Linked DNA regions of Mus musculus: region 2 is linked to region 1. A link is a contact called in public promoter capture Hi-C data. All regions are on one chromosome and are shown on one strand. Each heading gives the region's core, a stretch centred on a gene start, on an enhancer-like site or on the middle of the called end of the contact. The rest is flanking DNA. Distances are from core to core; before and after follow the strand shown.

Region 1 (6,757 bases), core at 1,067-3,566:
AACCTCATTAAAAAACAAACAAACAAAAAGACACTAAAAACCCAAACCCTTATTTTTATTAAGAAATCTTATCAGGAGATCCAACGCCTTTGATGTTTGTTCTCGACGTGTCTTTCAGCCTCCCCGACCTTAAAGTTTAGAAGCAGTTCTCACTCTGTCTTCTCCAACAAAATCAGCCTCTCAGAGTTATTACAAATACTGGTTTGCGAAGCTGACAGGTGAAGTGGAGTAATATTAGGTTTTGAAGGCTGCACAGGAGTCGAAGCCCCTCTCCAACATTAGTGCACATGAGCACAGGCATCACAGAGCCCGATGCTGCCTCGCCCTGCACTGCTGCAATTGCAGGGTTCCTTCCCTGGTGTCATGCAGACACTCAGAAGAAGGGTGGGGCTCCCTGGTCTTGCAGTGTAATGGCAAAGAGATTCTCTGCTGTTCAGAAAACTGAATTGTTCACATTCTGGTTTTCCAATATTCTCCACAAATACCTTGAACATAATGGGGTGGTTAAGACTGTCACTGTTTCTAATGTTACAAGGGAGATGAAAACCTTTGTGTCAGGCCAAATGAGATGTGTGCACCAGTGCAGATGGTGGTTATCAAAATGAAGGGGGTGAATCTAAAAGCCCAAGGAAAATCTCCTAGGGAGGAGACTGATAAGAATGAATATATATATATATATATTATATATATTTATAATATATATATATATATATATATATATATATATATATATATATAATGTGGTTAAGGTCTAGAAGTGAAATCTAACTGTGCTAAGCTCTGCTGGCAGCCTTATGAGTCAGCACACCTCTCAACCCTTCAGCAAGTGCAGCTAGAGTAAATGGGTAAGAGCTGTCTTTGGACACACCCATTCTCTCTCTCTCTCTCTCTCTCTCTCTCTCTCTCTCTCTCTCACACACACACACACACACACACACACACACACACACACCTTTATGCTGCTGGGTGTCTGAATTCAGAGCTTGTATCCCAAACTGCACCCTTCCACCTCCACTGAGAAGACTCAGCTCCAGTGCAGAAGGGCTAGCCTTCAGCTCTCTCCCCAGCGTAATTGGATCAGGGCTTATTTCTTCCTCTAGGGGCAACTCCTACTTCATTTTCTCTCCAGTCTGCATGTTATCAGCTTGACATCCCCTTCAGTGGCACATGACAAATTAAATTGGCCATCACTGTACTCATCAAAGGAGGTTGTCTTCTGTTCCCCAGAAGTCCTGTGTTCTCTCTCTCTCTCTCTCTCTCTCTCTCTCTCTCTCACACACACACACACCTTGGTTTTTATTTATTTCTATTTTTTTCCCTAGGGTTTTGTTTGAAAGGTTATAAGGAACATATGGACCATAAAGCCAAAAGTATAGTCGCAAAATATGACTCAAATACCTACATCTCTACTGCCTTGCATTTAAAACAAAAACTTTACAAAAACGCGAATTAAGTTATTTTCTCCATCTTCCCTCGTAATTCAACACTTTAACGCATATTTTCTGCCAAAAAGTCATAAAGTAAAAATGGTGTATCCTAGGCGCTTCCAAGTCTCACACATCCTTGGCAGAATAACCTGCAGCACAGGGGTAGATCAGAAACGGAGGGGGTTAGCTGGTTAGCAACATCTACAGCCACTGTTTCTTCTCTCCTTGGCATTTCAAGTGGCTTTTGGGGACAGAGTGACGGGACCAACGCAGAGGCTTCGCCCTAGCCCTACCCAGGGCTGATTCTCAAAAGGGCCCCCGCCCCCCACATTCAAACACGCCGGGTGTACCCAGCCTGCGCCAGCTAGCTAGAGCTCCCGGCTCCTATCTGAGTGTCTTTTCAACCTTTGTCAAGTATCTCAAGACAAGAATTCCTCAAATCAAAGCGCTTTCCCAAACCAGGGACTGGGGAAACTCGAAAAAGAGGCCCAGAAGGCGAGTGACTTCGGACTTGTTCTGCAAGCTTGACTTAGTCATTACACCAAACCTCCTGTGCCCTAGAGGATCCCGGGGTTCCCACACAGTAGGAGGGCATCCCATGCCTGCGCTCCCGCTGGGCACTCACCTACTGCTAGAAAAGAAGTCACAATCTGTGGTCCAGACTTCCGCCGCAGAGAAGCCCAGCACGCCCACCCAGAGGGCTAGCGCGCCTCCGCGGGTGGTCGGATCACAGGGTGCCGAGGGTACCCACTGAGGTGGCCGGACATCTGGGTGTCTGAGCGCGCCCTCCGAGGTAGTCTGATCGCTCGCGCCCGGTAGGGCGGTGGGAACCCGGGCAGCTGCTGCGAGGAGCGCTCCCGGGCGGGTCCGCGCCGAGCTCGAGCGAGCGGGCGAGCGGGGCGGGAGGGGCCATTTGTAACCGAGCAGACGCTACCACCGCCCCTTACTCGCGGGGGGCGGGGGCGGGCGGTCAGGTGATGGCGGCCCACCCCGCGCCGCGGAGCCCGGTGGTTCCTGCCCGGGAGGAGCCCCCTGGCGCGCTCTGATTGGAACTCCCGCTGCAGTAGGAGGGGGAGGGGGACACGTGACCGCCCGACTGGGCAGCCGGCGCGCCCCACCCGCTATGGGCACCCCATCTTTCCTCCCGGAAAAGCCGGGGAACACAGGGAAGGCGGGGGAGCACGCAAGGTGCAACCAGCTCCTTTAGCTGCAGTGCCGGGTGATCACCGCAGCTGAACCTGGGAAGGCATTCACACTACCAACCGGCCTTCACAGTCCTCCGCCCTGCCCTTGGCAGTAGAACCCTCCCTCCTCTGCTGCAGCCCCCCCCCCCCCCACACACACACACTGACACTCTGAATAGACCCCACCGGCACTTCATAGTCAAGCGTGACCCCTCCCCTCTCTGTCTCTTTCTGCGCACCGGCGAGAGTGAGTACCCGAGAACAGCTTAAGGCGATGCGATGCATTGCAGACACCGCCCAGTTCCAAGGCTAGAAAACCCCGCAACCCACGACTAGACCACGCCCGGGAATGCCTGATAACTCCAAGGTCTACAAGGTTCTGAACTCGAACAGGCTCCCTCAGGAGAAGGGAACCGCAGTAGAAGGCCCACCCTCCCCAGAGAGGGCAGTGGTCTTCTGAGTGCAAGTCCAGTCCTCAGCCCAGGGGAGCAAAGATCCAATAAAGGTCAAATTAAAACATAAGGTAGTGACGCCGCCAGGGACGTGCCTCATGGTTGTGGGAAGCCGGCAATTAACCACCCACGACCGGGCGTTGCTTTTCTCTCGAATGTGAACGCCCTCGGAGTTGCGCTGTTCCATGCTCGCTCCAGTTCTCTGCAGAGAACGGATTCTGCAGCCTTGCACTCTGCTTCCCCATGACCCCCTCCCTTGGTTGCACCATCCTAGATGGCAGGAATTCAGAGAAAATGCGGTGTCACGTCCGCTGCGACGCCCGTGGACGCGTCTGCGACAACCCCAGCAGCACATGGGGACCGTGAATCTGCTCGCCACTTGGGCCATACTGTGGGCATTCTTATGAGATTATTAGAAGCAAACTGTCTCTCTCTACACTGGCTTCTTTCTAACTTCTGTCCAAGAGAGTTTTGTACTGTATTTGGACGTGGATGCGGTTTTTGGCCAAGGCAGAAACCGCATAGTCCAAAGCACAGATGGGGGAAGAAGGTGGGACTTAATGGTCCCATTGCACTCCAACTTCCCTCTCAACCTCTACCCGCGAAGCAACGCCTCCCTTAACCCAGAGGGTCTTTCCCCAACCCCTTCATGACACTTGTGTGCTTCCCTGGGCACAGGACAAATGTCCAGCAGGTTTGCTTAGTAGGAAGCTTAACTGCATGCAAAGCTTCGGGCACCAACGCTAGACAGAACTTTGGAGGACTCCGAAAAGCTACCATGGGAGAGAGGGGCCTGTCAAATTAAGAAGTATATTATTTTCCAAGCAGATGCCTCGCTGCCCTTCTCAAAACTACACTATATATAAAAGGGGGAAAATAATCCACTACACACACACACACACACACACACACACACACACACACACACACACACCTTTTTAGCAAGGATCTGGGAAGTTGAGAGAATACTGCTCACTTGTGGCATCGCCCGAAGAGATAATTCCTGAGGGTCTGGCGTGTATTCAAAGATATGATATCCGGTAGCCTAGACAGGAAGGAGGTGAATACTCCTTCAGAGTCTCAAGGTTGTGATTTTGAACTTGAAACTGTAGATCCTAATTTTTTTGTTTTTGCCTCCCTCTCCCTTCAATGCTTTATGTTGCATATCTGGGAATGATGGTGGAGTTAAATGCAACACACACACACACACACACACACACACACACACACACACACGTTGGGTCCGGCACAGCTGGAGATGTGTGGTATCAGATCCTGGACTTTCACGTGTCCGACCCTTGAGTACCATTGAGAGAGGCAGCCCAGAGTGGCTGATGCAGAGACTGACACGCCTTGTAGTGTAGGGAGTGTTCGCGACAGTGTCTGAATTGGGGTAGGTCCCTGACTTCGAGCCCTGCTTGTCTACAGGGTCACGCCCTGTTGAGAAAACACACAACAGCCGGGATGAATGGGGATGATATTGAACAGGACAAGTCGCTGCAGAGCATTTGCTTTCAGCGTCCTCCTGCGGCGCGGTCAGAGGTCTGTGGAACTGTGCCTTCGGAGTGACCACACCTCAGGGTTGTGAGAAGCTGCTTAATGGCGACAGGGGTGGGGCATGTTGATAAAGTGCAGAATCTGACCTGATTTTCAATCTAAAAGGGATCTGGAAGTATCGACGGGTCAATCTTGGGAAGCTACGAAGAGGGCGTGGTGGAATGGGACAAATGGCAGGTTTGGGGTCCCAGGGTGAAAAGGATTTCGGAGGCTCCCTGTCTGCAGGCATGTCCTCAAGAGCTGCGCTAAGCGTCATCATCCCCTTCTATAGGCCAGGCACGGTCCCCCTCTCTTTCCTTCCTCCAAGTTCCTGTGGCTAAATCCCTGCACACTGGCCAGCACCAGTAAGATTCTGAGTCGGCAGTCTCCCCTCTGCTCATTACTAGAGCGGACCAAGGCCTGCCTGTCCGGTCCGCTGTGCGCCTGGCAGGCACCACATTGATCCTGTCGTCTCGTTCCCGCCTACCGCAGGGTTGCTGCAACAGTGGGACCGCTACCTTCTCATGCTTTCTGCCGTTCCACCCCACCCCCACCCCTGTTGGCTGTTCACCTCACGCCCGCCCACCATCTTCGTCCCCAGCGCACTCTGCTGCACCCCCACTAGGCGCGCGTGGCTGCCCAGGGCTGGGCGCAGCCGTTGCGGGGAACCCACGACGGCGATCCGCTGCTGCCCCGGCTCGGGGTCCACCAACGTGGAACCTGACTACTCCTCCAAGGTCCCGGGCTCAGTTGTGGGTAGAGTCCCCGCAAACCCCTAATGTGCTCCGTAGGCAGGTCAATGTCCATATGTCTCTGCCCCGTCATCCCTAGTCAGGGGTGTGGGCGAAAGGTTTGGAAGCTCCAGTGTCCCCAACCACCCTTGGACAAAGCCTCCAGCTTTCCGGTTTCCCACTCGGGAGATTCAAGGAGGCCCGGGCAGCGGGGAAAGGACGCGCGTGGAGAGCGCCTCCAGGCGTCGGGCCAGGATGTGGCGCGTCCCAGCCCTCCCCAGCGCGGTTGCTCCCGCGCCTGCACCCGCGCTGCGGTGCTGCAGAGCGCAGGCCGGGCGGCGCCGGTGGCTCCACACCCACGTGCCTGGGTGAGCGCGCCCTCAGCCAGCCGCTGCTCCTCGGCTGGCGCCGGCGGGATCTCCGCAACGCCCCACCCTCTCCGCACTCTCAGCCTCCTTGGCGTCTCCGCCGCAGCTTCCGAGACCCGGCGCCGCCTCTGCGAACCACGCTGCCCAGCACGCTTGCGGCGGTCGCCGGGAGGCCTCACCTCCGCTCTGGGTCCAGCACTCACCTGGTTCCGTGCGTGGCGGGGTTCGGTTACTGCTCCGGGGAGGTTCGTTCGCCGCCCATCACCTCCTGAAAGGTGCACGGGAGGGCGTCCCCGAGGCTCCAGCACCCTCCTCTAAATCCTTCTCCAACTGGCATTCTGCATGGTTCCTTCTTTGACAGGACGGCATGCTTTGCCTTGTCGCATTCTTTCTGGGCTTTGCCTCTCGCTCACATCAACGCCCACCTCTACACACACCTGATCGCAGCGAGGCCAGGCCCTGAATTCTCCTCGCCCACTCCCAAATCCAACACTCCCGCAGTCCCTGACAGCAACGTGAGGGAATGGCACTTAAGAGAGGTAGTGTCCCCAAATTTAAGAAACAATCACCTGTCCCTTGTCTTTGTATGTTTCAAGGCATGTAAGACTACATACAGTCCAGTAGCATTCATACCGTTAGGAAATCAGACCAGAGGATTTTGAGAGAATCGTAGATTCACATGCAGTTCTAAGAAATAACTCACCCCACGCGCTTTTTTTTTTTAATGCTGTTTTCTTTCCGAAACAGGGTCTCATTGCCCAGGTTGACCTCGAATTTAACAGGTAGTCTAGGATGTCCTTGAACTTCTGCCCCTCCCCGCACCGCCCCCCCCCCCGCCCCCGCACCTGCACCTGAGAGCTGGGATTACAGGCTTGCACTACCAGGCCTGTGTGCATGGTGTTGAGGATTGAGCCCAGGGCTTCTTGGTGGTTAGTAAGAACTCTATTAACTGAGTTACAGCCCCTAAGCCCCTAACTAACAATTGTTGAAAGTACAAACAATACCCTATCACTGGATATCAGTTGAGCACTGATGCACCCCGCCCCCCACCTGTAATTA
Region 2 (7,520 bases), core at 2,624-5,123, 1.1 Mb before region 1:
AAAACCCTCAAAGCTTTGCAAACAAAGCTAAGGAGTTTGGACTTTATCTGTGAGGAACTGAAAGCCCTAGATGGTAGTTAGGTAACAATGGAAATCACCAGAATGAGCAAATGATTGAAAGCTATGCCACCATCATAAGTGATAGGGCAAGAATATAGAATTCTGGGATACACTTAGTGGCCCATTACCCATGTACTCAGTCAGGCCCTGTCCCCTTCTTCTTTTCCAAAGCACGGATAACAGGGACTGCAGGCCTTTGTGTCCTGATTGTGAAGGTACAATCTGAAGAAAGGGTTCTTCCATAAACCAGAGTAGGCTCCCCTGAGCACTAAAACTTGTCTGAAAACTGCTAGTGGGGCTCCAAACACCCCAAAGAGAAACACCTCAAAGAACTGAGCTTGCTCTACTGACCAATCCTCTGTACATGGGACTTGTTTAGGAATTTTGAGAACTTGTTTTTATTAAATACATTTATTATTGAGGACTAAGTGATTGTATAAATTGTCTAAATAGAATCATTTATTGCTCTTTACTATTAGCTAAGCTCTTTAGGCTACCTCTGTCATTGCACATGCATGAGAATGCCAGCCCCAGTGATAACACATTGGAAGCTCAAAATGGCCTAAGATTGAGGTGTTCACTCCACAGAAACTAACAAACATATGAGAGGTTGGTTTTTTTTTTCTGCAGAAAGTGCATAAACGTGTTAGTCCACCATCAGTGTCCACACACTACATTACTCTCTCCATGTGGAAAGTCCTTACCACCACAGTCTTTGTGACTGGAGCAGCCCGTCACTCAGTGGAGCTTGTCAGGTTAGAGTTACAGGATGGCATAGAGAGCTGACAATTTGTTTACTTGGCCTGAGTGATTCTTTATGCTACATACACCACAGAGAATAGAGACAGAGTCTCACACTCTGGACCTTACATATTGGGCTGGCTTCACAAGGCAGGTAAGACCAAATACTGGTCTAGTTCCTGGAGTAGGGAATAAAAAGTCACTGCCTTAATCAAATCAACAAATTCTCCATGTCAATTCATATTTCTGGTGGCTGGTAACTGTTCTGAGTATTTTTCTGAGGTGTCCAGTTTACAAATGTCACTGTGTAGCCAACAACCCTGTAGAAAAGCCGATTTATGATACCAAAAACATATAAGTACATAGCTGGAAGCAGCAAACTATTGTCCAAAGTATTCACCACCATGCTTACAGGCAGACCCTATACCAAGTCTGCTGGGGATGGTAGGATGGCTCATTTGGTAAACAGTCTGCATATAGGCATGAAGATCTGAGGTTCAATCTCCAGCCCCCACATAAAAAGCCAGAGACAGTGGCATCTGGCTATTTCTCAAAATACTGAGAGGAAGGGGAATTTGGAAACAGGAGGGTCCCTTCGTGCATTGAGCAGCCAGCCTAGCAGAATCAGTGAGATCCAGGATCAGTGACAGGGCCTCAGGAGGTGGTAACCTTATCTGTTTATTGATGAAAGTTGCTTTGCTAACGAGTTGAACGCTCAAACATACCCCCATGACCTTGGGGTCAATAAAGAAGAGGTCGGGATTTTGTTGTTATTGTTGGTTTGGGGGTTGGTTTGATTGTTTTGTTTTCCTTTGCTTTGTTTGTTTTGTCTGTGTAGTCCTGACTGTCCTGGACTCAACTATGCAAACCAGGCTGTCTTTGAACTCACAGAGCTCCTCCTGCCTCTCAACTTCTAGAAGGAAGGAAAAGGTTGTTTAAAATAAGACAAGAAAAAAACAAAAAGACCATGAAGAGACCTTTTTTCTTAAAAAAAAAAAAAGTTAATAGATTTGTTTGTTGAGTGTGTGTGTTTGTGTGTGCACGCATGCAAATGCATATAGGGACCCTTCAAAACCAAAAGAAGGCATCAGATCTCCTAGAGCTGAAGTTACAGGTATGGTGAGCTAACAATGTAAGTGCTAGAAACTGAACTCTGATCCTCCAGTCTACTTGGATTGTTTGAAATATGGTCTCCTATAGTAGGCTGGTCTTGAACTTGCTATGTAGCTGGAGATGACCTTGAACTCTTTTTTGTTTGTTTGTTTTTGTTTTTCAAGGCAGGGTTTCTCTGTGTAGCCCTGGCTGTCCTGGAACTCACAGTGTAGCCCAGCCTGGCCTCGAACTCAGAAATCTGCCTCCCAAGTGCTGGGATTACAGATATACACCACCATACACACCCAGTTACTAGAAAACTAGGAACTGAGCACAGGGTCTCATGCATGTCAGGCAAGCACTCTACCCACTGAGCTGAATACCTCTCCTGCCCAAACTCTTCTTTCTTGAAGATAAGAATTCTCTTCATTAGAAGATACTTAGGATATGAAACTTGGTATATAAAGCAGACATAGGGCCCATAGCCAGAGCAGGGATACAAATGCAAATCAGTAGAAAAAGAAACCCAGGAAAAACTGACCAAAGGATTAGGCAGAAATTTCAGATGGTAGCCAACTTGTCAGTTGCCTGGGAAGTCAAAGGGTAAATTGAACCATCAGCACAAAGTCACAAATCTAGACAGAACTTTAAAAACAGAATGGCAGTGCCAGCAAGATGGTAAGACCACTTGCTCTGACCTCTGACCTCCACTCATGCCATGGCACCTGGTCCCAATAAATGCTTGTTTTTGTTTTGCTTTGTTAAAACAAAAAACAGTCTGTGGAATGACAGTAAAGATGCAGAGCAGCTGGGATTAATGAGAATGTGAACTGATATTTTTTGATGCCGCACATAGTCCCAAAGTTCCTAATAGTCCATCTACCTGCCATATTAGAATGTTCACTTTGGTTCTATTCATAGTAGCCACAAACTGGACAACACAAATGTCCACCAACAAGACTGGAACTAGACATAGGAGGATGCAGGAAATATATATATTTAGTATATATATATATACTAAAGCTTAAGAATCTAGAGTTTCTTCCACTGTGTTGTGACTTTGCTTTCTTTACTGTTTTAAGGTTAAAAGTCCTAGGATAGGTTGGGGCAGATTTTTTTTCTATTACAGATGAAACAAGGTCAAAGATGTTAAATGGCTTGCCAAGTCACAGAATTTAGTCTGTGGTGGAATATAGACGCAAACAACAGATCCTGCATCACTGTACCAAACTTTACTGAGTTAGGTTCATTTATATCTTCTTGTTGGACTGGCAAAAACATGAGAATTCTTGGGTTTCCACCTGGCCCAGGGAAGAGAATCTCTGACTCCCATTGGCCTCAAGGCAGCTGTTCAAAACCTGATTCTGCCCACACTACAGGTGCAGGCAAGGGCCGGTAGTTGGAGACCCTTAAGTCTCCCATGTGTGCTAGGATCAAACTCAGGGTCTCAGAAGTGCTAGGAGAGTGATCTGCCTCTGAATCTCCACACCCACCCTCTCTGTGCAAAAGTCATCTCTCCTCTGGGAAGTCCTGGATCCCTGTCTGTCTCTAGGACTTGTCTCTCTCTCTGCTTTACCTAAATTGCCCCTGCATCACCGACTTAGGTGAACTGGGTGGTATTAATTAAAGGAAATTACCCCAGTGGGTCAAAAGAAGTTAAGAACGAGTCACTCCGTGGTATTTAAATGTTCCCGCCACCTGAATGTGAGCCCTGGAGGGGTGGGGTTGCTGTGTCTTCCCGCAGCACAGCAGTGCCAGGCATATAGTATTGTCATCGATTAATCAGTAAGAAGTTGAGGAAACATGATCCTTTCCCCGAGCTCTGAAGTCCACACGCAGGGCCAAGGAGGGGCGCCTTCCCCGCCCGCCGAGGCTAGGGTGGGGCTCACCGTTCCCCACTCACCGGCCTCGCCCCGCGCGCGCGTTAATGAGATTAGCAATTAAAAGGCGGGCGAGCGGCGGCGGCCAGAGACCAGGCCCTGACGGGGAGCAGCGAGCTCGGGACATGGAGAAGGCACGGCCTCAGTGGGGCCATCCGCTGCAGTTCGTGTTCGCCTGCATCTCCTACGCCGTGGGTTTGGGCAACGTGTGGCGCTTCCCTTACCTGTGCCAGATGTACGGCGGAGGTGAGTGCGCACAGGCGGGACCGCCGGGTGCCTGGACGCCGAGCGGCGGTGGCATTCCGGCCCGCGAGCCTCCGCTCGGGGTGGCGTTCTGTCCCGAACACCCCAGCTCGGCCAAGTGTTCGGTCCCACGCGCTTCAAGTTCAAGGGCGGGTGGCCCCTGTAACCGAGAACGCCGCGGCGCGGGGACTGTCGCCCTAAGAAATTGACCCTCGCGGTCCCGAGTCCGAACTGTGGCTCCAGCAGGTGCAGGGCGGCGCCGGCGGGGAACCTGCTGTCCCGGGAGGAAAGGTGCGGTGCCGTCTACAGAGGTGTGAAAGAGGACACTAAATTGTTTATCAGGAACTTGTCGTGCAACTTGCAGTTCCGAAATTTAAGTTCCCGACCGCAAGTTGAAACACCAGTCAAACGGATCGTGAGCGATTTCTTTTACTTTTTCTTAATAAAAAGGATCGGTTTGTAGATGTGAAGACTTAGTTTGGGCTTGGAATCACAGGAGGGAAAAACAAATAATTCCGTGCCCGGAGAATTAGTTTCTTGGTTCTGCTGTTTTGTTTTTATAAATGTTTCCTCTGACCTAGGGGAGAAACTGGGGGTTAAGGGTGGGACAGACACCTCACCCTGCACCCGCTAAAGCAGGGAAAAGAGCTGAGAACTCTGGGACTGGGACTTTCCGAAGTCCAAGTACCGTTCTGGGGTCAGTATGGCATGAAGGAAGTAAGTCTCAGCATAAAAACCTCCCTCTTCAATTCCATTTTCTAAAACCTCATCTAAAGGAAAACGCAGCATATGAACAGAGACAGAAAATAGCATGGCTACCGCCTTTAATAAGATCAAAATGTGAGAAACTTGCTAAGCCATTCAGAAAAAAAAAAAATATTGGTTCAGTAAGTTGTGGAACATCCTTGGCAGCCATAAAGGTAAAGTTTTAATAGAATTTTATCTTAATAGTGTTATCATGTGATAAGTGGAGGCAGGTGAAGTCATATTCAAAACTGTAAAACATTTTTAAGCACTTGTGCTTAAAACCATTCAGAGAAAAGGAAAATGAAAAAAAAATTTCAAGTGTTATCAATAGTTTTCTGGGTGGCTCTTATTTACCTAACAGCATGTTTGTGTATACATGGGAGGAGAGATCTAATAGCATGTGTTTGTGTATGGGTGGAGAGAAAGCTAATCAGCACATTAGTTCTCGATATCAGGACAGTAAAAAATATTAATGTATTACAGAATTTAACTTGTTTAAGAAAATCTAACCCTCCCTCCTCCTGTCACTCCAGCCAGATCAAAATCAATTCAACAAAAGGTTACTCTATAGATTTGAAGAAGGAAACAGTGCATTCTTAATTCTCTGGTTTATTTTAATTTGAGGGCATATGCTATCACATGCTCCTAATGTTTCATAACTGACTTTAAAAAGAATTGTCAGAGGCAGATTTTCACATCTTTGTGTGCTCAGTACATCTGTCTCAATACCTTCTTTATCCTGGGTCCATAGCTCCCAACACCAGGCCGAGTAAACCACACTGTCACATGACTGCTTAATTCCTTGTTTATCATGGCACCATCACCTGAACAGGCTTCAGGTAGTACAAGGGAGGCTAAATGGTTTTGAAGTTGAATATCTACAAGGAGACCTTCAAGATAATTGGAAGAAGAAACCAAAGGAAATCTTGGGCTTGGTACAGTTGTGTAGCTGGACAGACAGGACTTGGAACTGAGGGTAGAATAGCTGAGAGGGGGTACTTGCAAGTTAGACAGCAAATGTGTCCAAAACAAAAGCTAAATTGTCCTGGCACAGTAGATATTTGGCCTTCTCTTAGTTGGTATTTCCACTTCTTTCTATGAAGTTCATCTCAGCCCAGTTCCTAGCTCTTGCCTGCTTCATCTACCCACAGGTTAGATGTCCGACTACCCACAGGTAGCTCCTCCCTGCCTGCCGTGTGCTGCTCTTTACTTGGAGAACTTGCAGGCTCCCCTCCCCTGCTGCTCTCCGTGACTCTCCTTACCTGTGAAGTCAAGTGAGCACCTGGTCACAAACACTGGGAGCTTTAGAATTCTTCTCTCACCCTGCTCATCCAGTCCTCCAGTGAAGTCAGAGGAAGCACCCCCATAAAACCTTACTGAGTGAATAAGCAAGACCTGCAGTGGAAAGCTATAAACTCAGGCTGGGAAGATGGCTCAGTGATAAAGCCGTTGCAGTGTAACCGTGAGGATCAAAGTTTGGATACCCAGAACCAGCCCAGATAAACATCTGGCAGATGTAAGAGTCTACACACAGAAAGCAGAGACAAGATCCTTAGAACGAGCTGGGTAGGGTAGAATACCCATCAGCAAACTCTGAGTTCAACTGAGAGGCCTTACTTCAGTAAATAAAGTGGAGACTGAAAAAACAAGATGTCCATCATCAAAATTAGACTCCCACTAATACATGTGCACACGTGAACACACACAGAGTCAACAATGAGGAATGCTGGTGGCACTTCCACTCACTCTGAATCCATAGTAACAACAAGTTATTAATATCACCCCGTCTAGGTGATCTGAAATCATTCTTCGCTTCCATAGAGCTACAAGAGAAAAACTCTAGACTCTAGAGCAGCGAGCATTTTGTTGATAAACTGCCAAATACCTCGCAGAATCAAACAGATTAGGATCCTTTCTGAGGGGTTCTATTGTGACTGCTCCCTTCAGCCAGCCCTGAACAAAGAAGGTCAGTTCTGAAGATTATGTCCCAGGTGTCACCCTTCTCTGCACAGCTCCACCTCCCACCCCAACTCCTGCACCAAAGACAAAACACAAAACCAAAATGGATGGTGAGGAATTTTACAAAATCCCCTCTTCAAAAAAGGTCAGCAGACCAAAGTCTAAGATGTTAATTCCTTCTGGGATGCAAATGTGCTGAATAGCAATGTGAGAAAACATACACCCACCAGCAGCTTATATAAGTGTGTGTGTGTGTGTGTGTGTGTGTGTGTGTGTGTTATTCAGACGCATGTAAAATGCATGGAAGAAAGAAAGAACAGTTGTGTGGCTGTAGAAAAGATGGATTATGGATTTCCACCTTCTTGTTATTTTCTAGATGATGTAGGGGGAAATCAGGGATCTGACTCTTTAGAGAGCAATGAGATTCTCAAGATTTAGTGCTCCATTCCTCTTCAAAACCCTCATTTCCCTCTGGAACAGGAAGTGAGTTCTTTTAGCCCCCTTAATTCTACTAACCCTAATTGCTCAAAATGTTACATCTTGAATGGGTTACCCTCAGAGTTCTGAGATCTGACATTTTTTAAACAGATCTCTTGAGAGCTAGTACTGCCAGTCTACAGAGCATTCTGTGGAAGAAGGGTCAGGGTTGTTCAAATGTCCCCATTATATCTGCTGCTGGGGCTTGGCCTGCAATATTGAATCCCAAGTCATAGCATTTGCTTTCCACCCTGGTATAAATGTTCCCACTGTAGCTGGCTCCAGAATGCCACATACTCCCAGGGTGCAAGCCTGGAAAGA

Evidence for each region. Promoter capture Hi-C pulls out the DNA fragments that hold promoters and counts their contacts.
Region 2: a contact with region 1 is called in a promoter capture Hi-C map of liver, with 3 times the contacts expected there. The contact joins the promoter of Slc6a20a here to the promoter of 9530059O14Rik in region 1. A contact is called at or near these places in 3 of 39 promoter capture datasets (embryonic stem cells and liver).

The regions. Positions count from the first base shown.
Region 1 is chr9:122,568,060-122,574,816 of GRCm38.p6, reverse strand. 9530059O14Rik (RIKEN cDNA 9530059O14 gene) reads right to left here and starts at 2,316. Exons shown (of 2, transcript NR_015610.2): 1 at 2,053-2,316.
Region 2 is chr9:123,675,185-123,682,704 of GRCm38.p6, reverse strand. Slc6a20a (solute carrier family 6 (neurotransmitter transporter), member 20A) reads left to right here and starts at 3,873. Exons shown (of 11, transcript NM_139142.2): 1 at 3,873-4,019. The coding sequence starts at 3,899.